Linked DNA regions of Athene noctua: region 2 is linked to region 1. The links are chromatin contacts, called in public Hi-C maps. All regions are on one chromosome and are shown on one strand. The core of a region is the stretch at or near the end of the contact, and the rest is flanking DNA. Distances in the headings are between cores, read along the strand shown. Region 1 holds the start of PTTG1 (PTTG1 regulator of sister chromatid separation, securin). Region 2 holds the start of TTC1 (tetratricopeptide repeat domain 1).

Region 1 (7,562 bases), core at 3,141-5,640:
AGCATCAGACAGTAGAAGTAACCTGTTGTATTTTTATTCAGCCTAAAGAAAAATAAATTAGGGTTTAGTTTACTTACCACTTGCTCCAGCTTTCCTGACGCTAACTCCTCCTGTAGCTTCTGGGCTTTCAGTGTACGTTTGGCCTGTGTATCATGGAAATGAATTGGTTTTAATATTCCTTTTTAATAGCAAGAGTGTAGTAATGCTTATGATAAGCATCTCTTGTGACTGCTGTCATTTAAAATGCATTCCTTATTACACAAAAATTTTTTTTTTTACTCTCTGGGTGTTCGTAAAAAAAATCAGCAGCCTAGAGCTTGTCTCCTCTTCATGATGCTTTTTTGAGCCTCAAGGAAAGGAAATTATGTATACTAACCATTTTACTATTTTATATTATACTGTTAAATAAAACAATTTACTACAGTTTATGCAGCTATACCATTACTACATTCACCCTACTTTAAGAAAGAGGTAACTTATTTTAGTTCAGTAGTCTTTAAAAACATAATGATTTATTAATCTAGTTAGAAACTCATCATCTAGTTAGAAACCTCAGTGCTTAAGGTAATTCATGACTGATGCTGCAAGCACTTATATGGTTCATTCAGGAAGCACCAAAATGGAGCACCTAAAGTCAGATTTTAAAAAATTAAAGCAGCATGTAGTGAATTTTTGTCTGACATCACAGAACCACAGAACATTTGACACCGGAGATGCCTGCAGATCCCGCCAAGGGCAAGCCCCCTGCTCAAAGCAAGCCTGCCTACGACAGGTTGCTGAGGGCGGTGTCTAGTAGGTTTTTCATTACCTCCAAGAATGGACACTCCCCCTGGGCAAGCTGTTCCACTGTTTCATCACCCTTACAGTACAACATTTCTTTCTTCTGTTTAACAGAATTTCTTGTATTTCAGTTTGTGCCACTGCTTCTTGTCCTGTCACTAGATGCTACTGAGAAGAGCCTGGCTCTGTCTTTAAACACTCCCATTAGACATTTATACACACTGATTAGATCCCATTTAGCATTAGCTTTCCTACGCACTATAGGAAAACACTGAGGACCAGGCACCAAAGGGAGTTAGTTGGGCACCGAACTACCTTTTGGAACAGGTAGCCAACATCCAGCCGAAGTAGTGAACTACTAAGAAGTTATTAGCGTCCACACAGATAGAAAATTAACGGCAACAGCAAGGTGCCAATCTGCACAGTGACATGTACAAATAGTTCACTGCTCCATCATGGTAACAAAAGGATTTGTAAGTAAAGTAACATGAATGAGGTTACAGAATAGATATAGATTTATTAGCTGTAATACAGCCAGATAATAAATTCCTTTCTTGCCTTCGATTCAATCTGTAGCTTGGGTAATAAATTCTAAGGCTTGTCTACTGAAAAGTAAGCAACTGGAGAGACACTTCATTTACTGTACAGACCCAGTTGTGATCTGAATTTTCAGTTTAAGTGAAGTTTGCTGTCAAACACAGAAACCATCTTGCTTTTTCCTTATGAATACAGCATAAAGTCTAATATTAACAGTGCACATAACAAATGTTCCTTGTCCCAGCCAGGCCAAACAGCAAACCTCTGCCCAGTAAACCGCAGCATCTACATACCAAATCAACCTTGGAATATTCCTCTACAATCTTCATGTGCTCTTCTGGGTTATAACCATTCCAACGATCTCGCTTTCCATCATAATCAAACATGAGTTGAGGCTGCACATGTTCATCTGGTGCAATATTCATGCTTGTGTATTTTGCTCCAACCTTCCTGGGTCTCTAAAAGGATCAGGCCATTAGACTAAAATATGTTACTCAGATACTCCTCTAAAAAATAGTATCAATTGAGCTCCTCTAAAGCCAGTTAAATTCAGCACTATAAGCTTGTGAATTGCAAATAAAAGCAAGTAGTTAATTTCTGTATTTTAAAGTAGCACAACTGACTCCAAACCCTAACAATTTCTAACTCTATTTTCCACAATTAACAACACAATCAAAACACATTTTCTGGGAATAGCTTCTAGCTGACATGAAACAGAAAGACAGGCTCAGCAGCACTTGAGTTAAAATAAGCTAACATGAGGACCTAAACATTTTCACCTATTATTGCAATGCTTATCACAGAATGGATGAGCAACACCCTGAACATTATCATTCTTACTCTTCATTTTTCCTACATAACAATTTATTTAGAAAATTTCAAGCCAACTATCAATACTTGTAACCTTTTTCAAAATTACTGATTTTTATTTTATCTATAGCTAGCTATTTTTCACTAAGATTAGAATTCACATTATTTTCAAAACCATTAGAAAGTCAACAAAAGTCAAGTTTACCTCCATGCAGTCTTTCTTTTTATGTGTCAATGCACCACAGTTCTCACAAGCTCCTTTACGGTATCTAGTTGCTACAGCATGCTAAACAAGAAAAAAAGACAGTGTTGTACAAACTTGTGGCAAGATTCATATACATGTTCCCAGTAACTAATTAATTTTTTCAATACAACTAAAGTGTGCATGGTCTACCCAAACTTAGAACACATATTTTATTACCAAACACTGCGACGTGCCTGCTAAATAAGAATTCCCAGCTTCTGTCTCCCTCAAAAACATGTAACCAGAACTATCTGCTCACAAAATCAACCCAAATCCTTATTTTATAACAAAAACATTTTGCATACCTCTTGAACTCCTCGTTTGTACCAATCTCCAGAGGTGCTATACTGTTTCTGCTTCTCTGGCTGAGGTCTCTGATGCTTTAGTGTAGGTCTTTTCGAAGGATCTATGTACCATGGTACTGAGGATATATACTGAGGAATATGAGGATTGATATCTCTGTAAGAAATGTTGAGTAATAAATACACGGCATAGGGAAAAAACATCAACTTAGCCTAACAAATAACTCTCAAAGTCCAGTGCTTTTCCAGTGATAACAAAATAAGTTGTTGGGATGCATTACAAAATAACTTGAATTTAACTAGATAAACACAAACTTTCATTGAGATTTTGTTGCCATCTAATTCACCTAAACTTCTGACTCCAAATCAAGTATCTTATTCTATGCAATGTTACTAAGCACAAAAATAGTAACATTTCTCTTCTCAGAGGCAACAAGCCTTGCAAAAGCAATAGAGAGGGAACAGATAAGGTATGCAGTAAACTTCCCCAGTACTACATTTTGGTCACTTTTAAAATGCACAGACGGGACTTTTTAACAGCATTATCAACAGATCACAGTAGCTAAACACTGAGCCTACATTTTTATTGGAAAATACCCGTTTTCTGAGGATGACTAGCACATTTAAAGCAAATTCACAAAGTTCAAATATTTACTTCTACAAGAACTCATCTAGAAATCATGTATCACCCTCATGAGTATTCTGTAATCACAACCAAAGACGTTTCTAACCAGTAGTTTTAGACAAAGAATAGCTTTAATAAAACTTACTTTCCTTCTTCATCCACCTCAGCGGGTGCATTTCCTAGTTTTCTTTGTTCTTCTAATTCCTTCTTTTTCCTCCAGTCTTCCCTTGTCATCTTCTTTGGTTCCTCCAGGCTGACATCATTCGATCCTCCTGAAGGAGTGGCGTTCGTTACTGATGACATTTTGTTTTTCCTGTAACAAAGAAGAAAACAGAAAAACTCTTACAGATCTGCATAGCTCACATTCTTCAACGTGGTTTTGTATCGTTCAGTGAAACCAGCAACACCATGCGACGCATTCTTCACAAATGTCTTTCCACAGAAATATCCACCAGTGCTGAAATAATCTTTTCAATGTTCCTCTTCTCTAACCAATACGATACATGATGGGGCAGAAGAGCAGCAGCTCTGCGCGCAGCGTCACGACCCGCACTATCAGGCCCTCCCCGCTCGCGCTGGGGGAACACAGACTCACCCGCGGCCCCGCCGGGACCACCGGAAGGTCCCGCACAAAGCTGGGCCTACGCGTACCCCGAAGGCGAGGCAGGAGAGCGACTGCGAGGAAGCAGCGCCCCGCCAGGGCCCAGACCCGGCCCGCGAGGACGTGGGTGCTTTCCCAGAGCCCAGAGCGGCCGCCGCCCCCCGCTCGGGCAGGCGCCCCCCGCCGCCGCCCCGGGCACCCCCCGCCCCACCGCCCTGCTTACCAGCTCAGCTGCGCCGCCGCCCCACAATGCACCGCGGACCCACCTCAGGCCACGCCCCGCCGTGGCGCGGTCACTACCGGGGGCGGTGCCATGCCGTCATCACGGCAACGCGGCGCGGGGGCGGAGGGCGGGGCCGCGGGGAGCAGGGGAGGTGGAAGCGGCGCTGCTGAGCCAATCGGCTGCTGCGCTTCAGTTGAAGCAGCCAATGGGCAGCGACGCGGAGGCGGTTCAAAAGCTGCCGGCGGCTGGGGCCACTGAGGCTTCGTTCGCTCTTGGTGCGGCTCGGGGCGCGGCTGACACCGGCTGTGCGGGTGCCGCTGCCGCCGCTTTCCGGAGCGCCCGGGGTCCTGGAGGTGAGCCCTCGGCTGGGTGAGTGGGGCGGGCGGCGTTCCCTGGCTGAAGGCGGGCTTTCTCCTGAGTGCGGGAGCAGAGTGCGCCCGGAGCTGTGAGCAGAAGTGGCTTAAACTGAGGACTGTGGCTGTGAGTCTTGATTCGTGTTTAATTTTTTGAGTTCAAGCTGCGCCAGTTAAAAGCAGCTGCTTCTGCAGGTTTCTCCGGAGCGACGCCTCGCTTGCCCACATACTTAATAGTGGGGACAGTTCCAGGGGGGAAGCTGCCTGGCTGTTGTGCAGGGGAGTGCTCCGATGGGGCTGAAAGCCAGTAGTGGAGTGGGCTGTTTACATAGTATGTCCTCTGTTTATTTTCCTGGTGAAATCATGCCTCTGTTCGTAAAATAACTGGCATTGTTCTTGGCTGTTCCAAGTCCTGCAAGTTGGGCTAAGGAGTGGATTGCTAAGCTAGGAGATGTAATCTTTTCCCGTACAGAGGAAACAGTTAAATGCTACAAGGAAGTGACAAAGCAAACCAAAGGTATTAGTTTTTTCTGTGTGGGGTTGCTAGTGAGACCTTGCTACTTTCCCAAATGTGTGCAAGCTCTCTTGGGGTTATGAGGCTTCTATGTGCACTAATAATGCCTTCAAGCGTAAAGGTCTGTGGCTAAACTACTATGAACTGATGTAAGTGTGGGTTTGTTCCCTCTTCTCTAGGAACCAGTGCATGGCAGCTGCATTGTTTTGAATGTGGCTTGTTTAAAAAGTGTGCTGTGGTGGAAGAAATTACAAGAATGACTTTCTTTTTTTTTTCTGTATGGACTCTTCAGAGCAGTCTCATCAACTTGAAGATGGCAACACTTATCTTTATTGATAAGGAGAACGGTGAAGTTGGTGCTCCTAAGAATCAGCTCAGACTGCCTTCAGGACCTTGTGCGTATATGCTGCCCATAGCCAGTAGGGGATCAAACGAAGTGCATAAATCATGTTTTGTTATTCACAGTTCTGAACAGTAATAGTTTTCTATTCTTGTATCTACTCGTCTAACTAATTCTCTAAGCAGATCAATTACTGTAAGAATGACAATAACGCTGTGCTTTTATCACAGATGTTGACTTGTGAGTTGTAAGTGGTGAAGGATGGTTTTTATGACACCCAGTTTTCCAGTACATGTGCTTACTGAAGCAAGTTTTAGGGTTAATATGCTGCTAAACTTTGGGGTTTTTTTCTTCCTCTCACTCTTCAGCAAAAGTTTTATCTGAAAGAACACAAGTTAGTACTCCACTTCCTAAAAAAGCAATCAGTACATCTCCAGCCATATCTCACTCTGTCAGAAAGGCTCTTGGAAATGTGAATAGAACTCAAGGTGTCACGAGCAAGATGGAAAAGATAAGACAGAAAAATCAGCCTTGCACTGCAAGCAAAGTGAGTACAACACAGTTCTACAGAGGGGGTGTGTGGAATACATCATTTACCTACTGTTGTGGCTTAACCCTGGTAGGCAGCTAAGCACCACGCAGCTGCTTGGTCACTCCCACCTCAGTGGGATGGGGGAGAGAATTGGAAGGGTAAAAGTTAGAACTTATGGGTTGAGATTGAGACTTTTAATTATTAAATTGTCAAAGAAAAATAAAACCAGTTTATCACCACCAGCTGACTGATGCCTTGCCCTGAGCAATGGCAGCCCTGGCAAACTTCTCCAGCAGTTTTCATTGCTTAGCATGACATCATATGGTATGGAATATGTTTGGTCAGCTGCCCTGGCTGTGCCCCCTCTAACTTCTTGTATACCCCCAACCTGCTCACTGGTGAGGTCATAAGAAGCAGAAAAGGCCTTGATGCTTTGTAAACAGTGTTCAGCAATAGCTGGAACAGCTGTGTGTCATCAACACTGGTTTCATCATGAATCCAGAATATGGTATCATATGAGCTACTAGGAAGAAAAATAACTATCCGAGACAAAAGCAGTACACTTATGTAGGCACAAGTAGTACAACAACTTAGGGGATACCTAATGGCAAAGAAGTAGCTCTAGAGAAAATAGTCTGAGTTAGCCTTGTTCACATGTTAAGTATAAGGCGTTTAATATTATGAGCCTAAATGTTCTAGTGCAGTGATTTGTTACCACAGTATATAGTACTGCACTATATTAAACTCAGTTGAAGCATTTGCCCATCTCCAGCTTATTTCATAGAATCATAGAGTGGTTTGGATTGGAAGGCACCTTAAAGATTATCTGGTTCCACCCCCCTGCCACAGGCAAGGACACCTTCCACTAGACACTAGCCCAGGTTGCTCACAGCCCTGTCCAGCCTGGCCTTGAACCCTGCCAGGGAGGGGGCAGCCACAGCTTCTCTGGGCAGCCTGTGCCAGTGTCTCACCACCCTCACAGGGAAGAATTTCTTCTTTATACTTAATCTACCCTCTTTCAGTTTGAAACTGTTACCTCTCATCTTATCTCTACCCCCTCCCCCTGATCAAGAGTCTCTCCTCAGCTTTCCTGTAGCCCCCTTTAAGTACTGGAAGGTGCTCTAAGGTCTCCCCAGAGCCTTCTTTTCTCCAGGCTGAACAACCCCAATTCTCTCAGCCTGTCCTCACAGGGGAGGTACTCCAGCCCCTGATCATCTCTGTGGCCTCCTCTGGATCCACTTGAGCAGGTCCGTATCCTTATGTGAGGGGCCCCAGAGCTGGACACAACACTGCAGGGAGGGTGTTGAAAGTATTAGAATTTAGGCATCACTGAGGACTACATGGCTGGCATTCTTATCTGTAGACCTGTATAGCACAGAAAAGCCACTACAAAGGTACTACACTGGGAAACTACAGTAGCTCAAATAGTGTGACTTCTCTTTAAGATAACTGAGAAGAATTCTGGATTAGAAAGCTGCGATGCAGTGGCTGAAGAAGACTGGCCAGAAATAGAAAATATGTTTCCTTATGATCCTCGAGGTAAGAACTATTGGTGTAACTATTAAAATGAACAGTCAGGCTTTCATGAGTGACATTATTGTAAGACTTTAGCCTTTGTGGCAAACAAGCTAGCATTGTGTTTCTCTGGAGTCCTTTCTTAAATGTGAAGGTGCTTGCTACTTCTGAAATACCATCTCATTC
Region 2 (7,562 bases), core at 2,401-4,900, 190 kb before region 1:
TTCATTCTTTGTATATATACAATCTTCAGCTGTTCATACACTTCCACTTACAGCAATGAATCAGAAGTTCTAATCCTAGACTGATTAAAGCAGTAACATGTTCTGTGTTTAAACAAGTAAGATTTAGTGGTACAACTGGCAACTGCCCTATAACCTCCAGGGTAAGTGTTTCTTACTAAAATGCATATGTTTGAAAATATTGTAAGACAACTTGTTCTTGTGTTTTTCAAACATAAAGTAACCTCTGAACACAACACTCCTGTGAGGAAAGTTAAAGTGTAAAGAAGAGAAAGTGAGACATACAGACATGGGAACCTTAAAGACAGAAAGTCATAGGCACTGACTAACATTGATACCTGATGAGGGGACAGAAAGCCTCTGCCTCTTCATTTGCTAGGTGGAGGATGAATCCCCCAACGGAGGGCGGAGAGCCCCCAGTTCTCCTGGCAGGTGTCAATTCCCTGAATACCAGTGAGGCCTTTGGGATTTCACTTCACAGTGGCACTGAGGAGCATTTCCACAGGGGAGAGATTCAGAGACTTCCACTGAGCTGCAGCTTGTTCAGGGCTCAGCCCTGGGGCAACCAACAACCCTAAACAGTGGCCATGAGGCTCAAAGGTCACTCTGCTGATAAGGACTCCTGGGGACAACCCTGTCTTTAATAAAGTAAGACCATGGGAAAGCTTGCCCTTCTTGTTACATCTCGGGTAAAGATTCATAAAGGAAAATCATCCCTAATGAGAGCAGGGAACTGGGGTTCTGGGGTGTTGAACCTTTTCCCCCTTGTTGTGTTGGAAAAAACAAAAATGCTGAATACCCCCCAGTTATAAAGTTCAGGGAGACCCAAAGCATCTCCAGATCAGAGGAGGTGCAGGCAGAAAATTTATATGGTAAAATTTGCTAGTTTTTCTCACATTTCTTCCTATGAAGTCAGTAAGACAGTATGTTTCATCAAAGTTGAGGAAATCTATTTAAAAATGTGATGATAAGGAAAAATTGTCAGTCATTTTGGAATAGTCACCCCATGGGATAGAAGCCAAAGGCAGCAGATAGACTTTTGGATGGTCTGCAACAGGCCTGGCCAGGGACTGGAATTGGGAGTCACAGCATACCTGAAAAGCAAACGTTCCTAGTCCAGGCTCCTACTAAGTTCAGAGCTCTGTGGAAGACAGAAGGCCCTGCCTCACACGGAGGCAAGGTAGTATCTTGCCACTGAGCAGCAGCAGCTCAAAACTTCCAAGGAGATCCAATTCCTGTAGAGTTTTTACTAGCAAATAAACTCTTTTTTGGAAAAGTTAAAATAAAGGCTAGCACACCACCTTGGATGGGTTGCTGACCCCTGATGTCCAGTATTCTTATCAGTTCAATTCCTTCTGGGGATGAAACACCATGACTTATGCAACCCCTTGTGCTCTTTGCACAACCAGAGGAGATTTAAATAGCATTTCCGCAAATTCAAAACTGCATGGATTGATTTTGTACCACAGCTGTAATTTCCTTCTCTCTTTTCAAATTACATGATATTTAACAGGACAGTGTGAAGGTTCAGAAATATTTTCTGTGTCAGAACAAATTACATAGTGCTAGCAGAACAGCAGAAAGGCAAATTTTTGTGGGCTAAATCATTGCAGCTGGGCTATTGCAGAATGCTGAATCTACTTTTTTTATCAAGAGAGAGAGGGAGAAAAATCAGCCATAGAGCTCCTGTTTGCTTTCATTGTAACTAGCCACACTCTTGCCAACTTACTGAAAAGTGTTCCAATCTTCTGTTAATACCCACATCCATCACTGGCACCAACAGACTCAGTCATCAGACATGTTCATTTAGCAGAGCAATCAAACAAATTAAGACCAAAAATGAATCTGGCATCCAAATCTTCAATTTCTACCTCAACTTTGAAATGTCAAACATCCCACAGGCCCTTCAGGCTTCAACCAAAGTCTGGTGATGTCAGTTAAAAGGTCAGAAGTCAGGACACCTCTCAAAATATTTCTAAAGATGCACCTCCTCCTCAGCACTCTCATATGGGATAGATACACTTCAGACAACTAACGGAGTTCAGCCACATTTAGTACTTTCTTGGTATTTTAGCAATGGTGGTTGGTAACTCCAAAAGCGCTGATATGGCTCTAGTAGTCAGCATACTTCCCCACAGTATGAGGAGACAGAAGAATGAGAATCATCCTCTCAATAAAAGATCGATTACCTCATTTGTAAGAACCTGTGTTCTCTGAGGATAATCCGCAACCATGACCCACTGATCAGAACAGATTCTACCTAATCCAAATCTGGAACAGCATATATATTGCAGGGGCTTTTCTGTTGCTGTTGGGTTTTAATATCAGGATTTCTTCTTAAATTAGAGCATTTAAGAGCTTTAATTTAGAGGAACATTTTAAACTTTATCTTTCATCGGAACTTGCTTTCTGAAAAGCTCCTTAAAGCATGGAAAACCTCATAAGAATATGCCTTAGCCACGTCATGGCTTGACATAGTGATTTTCAATAAAAAGACATTGTTTCACATGCCTTTGACTTCAAAATCTGTGAAAATTCAGTTTTGTTTCAAAATTTTGGGATAACCATTTTCAGGGTACTCAATGAATGCATGCAAAACAGGATGAAAGGGAGTTTTATGCCAGTGCTTGATTAGATAGAATTTAAGTCTTCACATGTCACTGGCACAAAAAACCCAAAACTGGAGTCTGCACTGGAAACCACCAGTTCATGGTGCCTTAGAAGGGATACAGCTATCACATGCTGCTAGTCACTCACTAGATAAACTCACCTCTAGGCTAAAGTAGTGCAGGCAACAGAACCTGGATCAGTAACACTGATCTGCTGCTGTAGATATAATCCCTCTTTTTGTCTGTCTACCAAAACTTTTTTTTTCAGCTGATCATGTTTGCACCCTGATTTATCCTTCCAAGCCAGGTTACTTGCCCAAGACCATGCCTCTCCCACCGCCCACCCATATCATCCATAGCCATGCCCTGTGTCTCTTCATCTCCCACACACATCCCATCCCTCAACCACCTCCTGGTGAGCCAGAGGAGGCCCTCACCGTGGATGTGGAGAACTGGAGCAGAGCTTTACCACCCCAAGGACTTCCCACAGCTTTAACTGCGCCTGATCCCTTGGGGATCCTCTGGGCCAACAGCCCCCAGGCTCATGTCCTGAGAGCTGCCCTGCACCCAGCCTAACAGGGGCCTGCTCACAGGCGCAGGTTCAAGGTGGAAATTCTAACCTTGCAGGGAGCCCAACCAACCACAAGAGACCCCCTTCCCGGTGTGCAAAAGGGCTGTGCAAGCAGCCCATGGTCAAAAAAATCAATCTCAGTGCCCCACGTACACGCGAGTGAGACCCTGGGAAGAAAGAGGCCGAGGGGAACACACCGCGGCCCGGCCCGGCCCGGCCCGGCCCGGCTCGGCGCGGCTCGGCTCGGCTCGGCGCAGCGCCCGCCCCTGCTGAGACAGCCGCTAAGCGCCCCGGCCCCGGCCCCGGCCCCGGCCCCGGCCCCGGCCCCGGCCCCGGCCCCGGCCCCGGCCCCGCCCCACGCGCCGCCGCAAGACTGCAAATCCCGGCAGCCTCCGCGCGGCCCTTCCTATTGGCTGGCGCCGGCCGGAAGCGGCCTGCGGGGTGAGGGGCGGGGCGGGAGGCGAGCGGCGGCCGGAAGGGAACGCGCAGGTCTCTGCCCGGGGCCCGGCCCGGCCCGGGGGGAGGCGGGGGTGTCATGGGGGCGTCATGGGGGCGCTGGCCGCACTCCGGCGCCTCGCCTCAGGGGGTGGGATGGGGCTGAGATGACGGAGCTGGGACCAGCTGCCTGTGGCCTGGCTCGGGGGGGCGTGGGGGTGGGTGGCAGTGATGGGGCTGGAGGGGAGCGCGGTGCAGGCGAGGCCTGGGGCGGCGGCGGAGGCTCGCTGTACGCAGCCCGCCGGGGGCCGGTATGGGCGAGGGGGTGCTGAGGCCTGTGGGAAGGCAAGTGTGTGTGACTTAGAGTCCCACTGCAGAGGAAAAGCCGTAGCGTAGCGCTGTGCCGTGCCGGTCCTGGGGAGCTGAGCTCGTGAATTAACTTATTATGGGAGCGGTGTGCTGGTCCCATGTCGCTGTGTAGTGCATAGAAGAAGCATGTATAAGTTGCTCCCTCCTCGGAGGGATGATAGTTCCCCTCAGGTAATGTCAGGAGTACTTTTAAGTATTTTAGAGATTAGTCTGCAGACAAGACATTTAAATTATGCTGATTGAGGGTTATTTCTTTCTATTTCTAAAAACCTAACCCCTCCAAGGAGTCCAGCATGGAAGAGTGTAAAGATGCAAGTTCACCTGAAGAATTGCTTGATCACTTAAAGCTTTCTGATCAGAAGTCTTCAGAGACTGGCCCTAAAGATGCACAGAATCCCAAAAACATTGAAAGTGGATATATACCATCTTCAGCTAAAGATCCCACAACAGCAGATGAGTGTTTCCATGACTGTCACGACTCCTTTGAGGCAAAAGAACCTGTGCTGGATGATGAAGGAAATTTACAGAATGATGAGAATAGCTCAAGGAAGCAGACAGAACTAGATGAAGAATACTTACTAGAACTAGAAAAAGATATGCCAGAGGAGGAAAAACAGGTAATCTGAAGTACCAATGTTGAATCTAAAAAGATACATTTTCAGTCTCATGTTTCTGAACGGTCTGTGACTGGCATGGAAATATACCTTTAAAACTCTTCATGTGTCTAGTTTTACTGTTCTTAATTTCTTCTTTTAGGTAACAGATGTTTCTGTTAACTTTCTTTGGTGTTCTTAATCATCACATTCCAGTGCAGATTTTTTTTCTACTTTCACCAGTGTGTAAGGTTACTGTGACCCAGAGGGATTATATGAAACAAAAATATTCCTGTTTCATGTTCTTCTAGTTTGTGTGCCCTTGTTGTTTTCACCTGATGAGCTGCAAGGTACCTTTCCAGAACTCAAAGCAGTTTTCAAGATAGTTTTCATATTTGAAAGGCTAGTTTGTGTAATACAACTAGTTGGGATTAAATTTGAAAGTATCTTTGTAGATTACTTAAGATTTAATCAAACAAAACACATTAAATGTGGTTTTGTTTGCTTTCAGTGCATTACATTGGACAAAATATTTGGGTAACAAAACTGGATAATGTGGGGGATAGTGAAGTATGTCTTAGGGGAAGTCCAACATCCTCTGTGATGGTGTTTACTCCCCTGTAAGTCTGTGAATCAGGTTTTTTTGACCCTCAGTCAGCGATGTCACTTGACAACAGTTAGTTTTCAGGGTTCTAAGATTTGATGGTCATCAAGTAGTTTTCTAACTTTGAGAAAATCACTTTCAGGATTAGACTTGAGTAATGCAGTAAATTTCTGTTGATAATTATGTTCTCATAGCAAATGGAAGGCTTTCTACTGATATACGGAATTTTTTTTTTCCTAATTTTTTTCAACTTTGGTTCGCAGATGCTGGGGAAGTAAAGATACTAAACTAAAATCTGTGTCCCAGCATACAACTCCTATGATGTTTTTTTTTTAACTTTGTATTTTTAAAAAGTTATATAGCTTGGCCTCTTGAACAGATCGTGTTTCAAAGAACTGATCCAGCCTCTTTAAATCTGATTGATTTATCCAAATGAGCAGTTACTTGTACTGAAATGGTGATGAAAAGTACTACTATATTCTTTGGCAGTTGGGAAAAAGGTGGAATTCTGGCATATTGTAACTTACGTGAAGACCAGCAAACTTTATTTTATAGTCCTGTAGGCATGAATTAGATCTTATTTTAATAAAGGAGATAGAGTCCTTACTGGAAGGCTGACTGCACAATTTGGAGCATTGGTGACATTGAACAACTAATAATGAGGGAAGGAGAGAGCAGAGTAGGGAGTGGCAGCTGACAAGAGAAAATAGGCAGTATCTTAGGAAAGCATTACTTCATAGGGGAAGATAGTGTATTGTACAGCTGTATAGTTTTTATTATAGAAACTCCCAAATCACTAGGAGCAGCAGCAGCAGTTACTACTGTAATGGACAAGTAGTACTAAAATGAGGCATTTGATGAAAAAGAAGAAATTAAGGGTTACATGAAATTAATTTTTTTAAAACATGCTTAAAATATTGTGAATGTTTCAGTGAATTTATTGTGGCTTAATACTCTTTTGTACAGGCAGGTTGATCTTTGCTAATTCAGCTGTCTTGGTAAAGCTTGACCACACTTTCTTAACTGTTGCCTAGCCCTCTCTGTGTTGTATAAGTAAATGAGTGCTGACTATACCTTGCCCAAAAAAGTTGGAAAGCGAAAGTGGCTTGGCAGTAACTTGACTATGCCATGGTCTTACTGTCAGCTACTGTAAATAGAGAATGAGGGGCAGAAATATGCAGAGCTAAGATGCCAGAGGCAACCAAACATCTAAATTGTTTGTTACAAACCAGTATACAGAAATTTAATCAAGTTGTGTCTCAGCTTCCTTTGTGGTAGGATGAGATTTCTGGCCAAAGACATCAGTGAAGATAAAAAGGTAGTTTTTCATCTGTAGTACCGATCGTTATGTTAATATAGCAGTTTCTTGAGGTGGAAAAGCAGTATGGGACTAGTGGGGAAGGGGATCATGGAATATAATCTCGTTGAAGTAGGAATGAGACTAAATGTGATGCTTGTCAGCTGCTTGACCTTGTGGAAGTCACTTCATACCTCTCTGTGTGCCTCAGTTTTGCTATCTGTAAAATGGGCATGGTGATGCTTGCCAGTTGTAATACTTTGAGATCTAATAATGAATAATATGGGGTGGAGGGGATCTCAAGAGATCATCTGGTGCAGCCTTTGCCCCAAAAGGGGCTCTGGAGGTCATGTAGTCTAACCCCCTTGCTCAAAAATAGATCAAACAGAGCAGCCTGCCCAGAGCTGCACAGACGTCTCAGAGCCTGGAGACTGCACAGCCTCGCAGGGCCCCTGTTCCAGTGTTTAACTACCCTCATGGTAGAAACTTTTTTTTTTGTATGTTGTAACTTGTGACCTCTGGCTCCCCTTCTTCTTGCATGCCTACAGGAAGAGTCTGTCTCCATTTTCTCTGAGCCACCTTTTCCCAAGGCTGAAGAAACTCAGTTCTTGTAGGCTGTCTGCTTAGGTCATGATCTCCGGTGCCCTGACCATATTGAGGGGCCTCGGCTGGTCTGCCTCCGGGAAGTCGATGTCTTTTTGCCGGGGTGGGGGGCGTGAGACATCAAATGCATTCCTTCAGGTGCTGAACAGAGGGTAGTAATTGCATTCCTTGGCCTACTCACTACGCAGAAAAAACACATTGTCCTTGTGTCTTTACAGTTTAGACTAAACAGTCCCTTTTTTTCTACTTCCATTTATTGCTTGTACAACCAGGAACATTGTCATTGTGAGTCATGATGAGGCTTCTGCAGCAACCTATAACTTGAAGGCAGGTTCAGAGTTTTGTAGACAAAGTGCTAAAAACTGTGGAAAATTATGTAATAGAATTAAACTCTAGAAAGAGCAGCAGGACTGGAAATCGAGTGTCTTGGTTTTTGTGCTGCTCTTGTTCCTGTTGTATTGTT

Evidence for each region. A called contact is a pair of places that touch in the nucleus more often than the background predicts.
Region 2: a contact with region 1 is called in a Hi-C map of heart, with 4 times the contacts expected there. The contact joins the promoter of TTC1 here to the promoter of PTTG1 in region 1. A contact is called at or near these places in 2 of 2 Hi-C or Micro-C datasets (heart and liver).

The regions. Positions count from the first base shown.
Region 1 is chr12:11,505,299-11,512,860 of bAthNoc1.hap1.1, reverse strand. PTTG1 (PTTG1 regulator of sister chromatid separation, securin) reads left to right here and starts at 4,390. Exons shown (of 6, transcript XM_074916156.1): 1 at 4,390-4,475; 2 at 5,282-5,384; 3 at 5,698-5,876; 4 at 7,307-7,400. The coding sequence starts at 5,303. It overlaps SLU7 (SLU7 homolog, splicing factor), which reads right to left and starts at 4,192. Exons shown (of 16, transcript XM_074916219.1): 1 at 4,123-4,192; 2 at 3,444-3,611; 3 at 2,677-2,830; 4 at 2,333-2,413; 5 at 1,611-1,775; 6 at 78-143. The coding sequence starts at 3,601.
Region 2 is chr12:11,696,953-11,704,514 of bAthNoc1.hap1.1, reverse strand. It overlaps TTC1 (tetratricopeptide repeat domain 1), which reads left to right and starts at 3,650. Exons shown (of 8, transcript XM_074916326.1): 1 at 3,650-3,687; 2 at 4,287-4,619. The coding sequence starts at 4,296.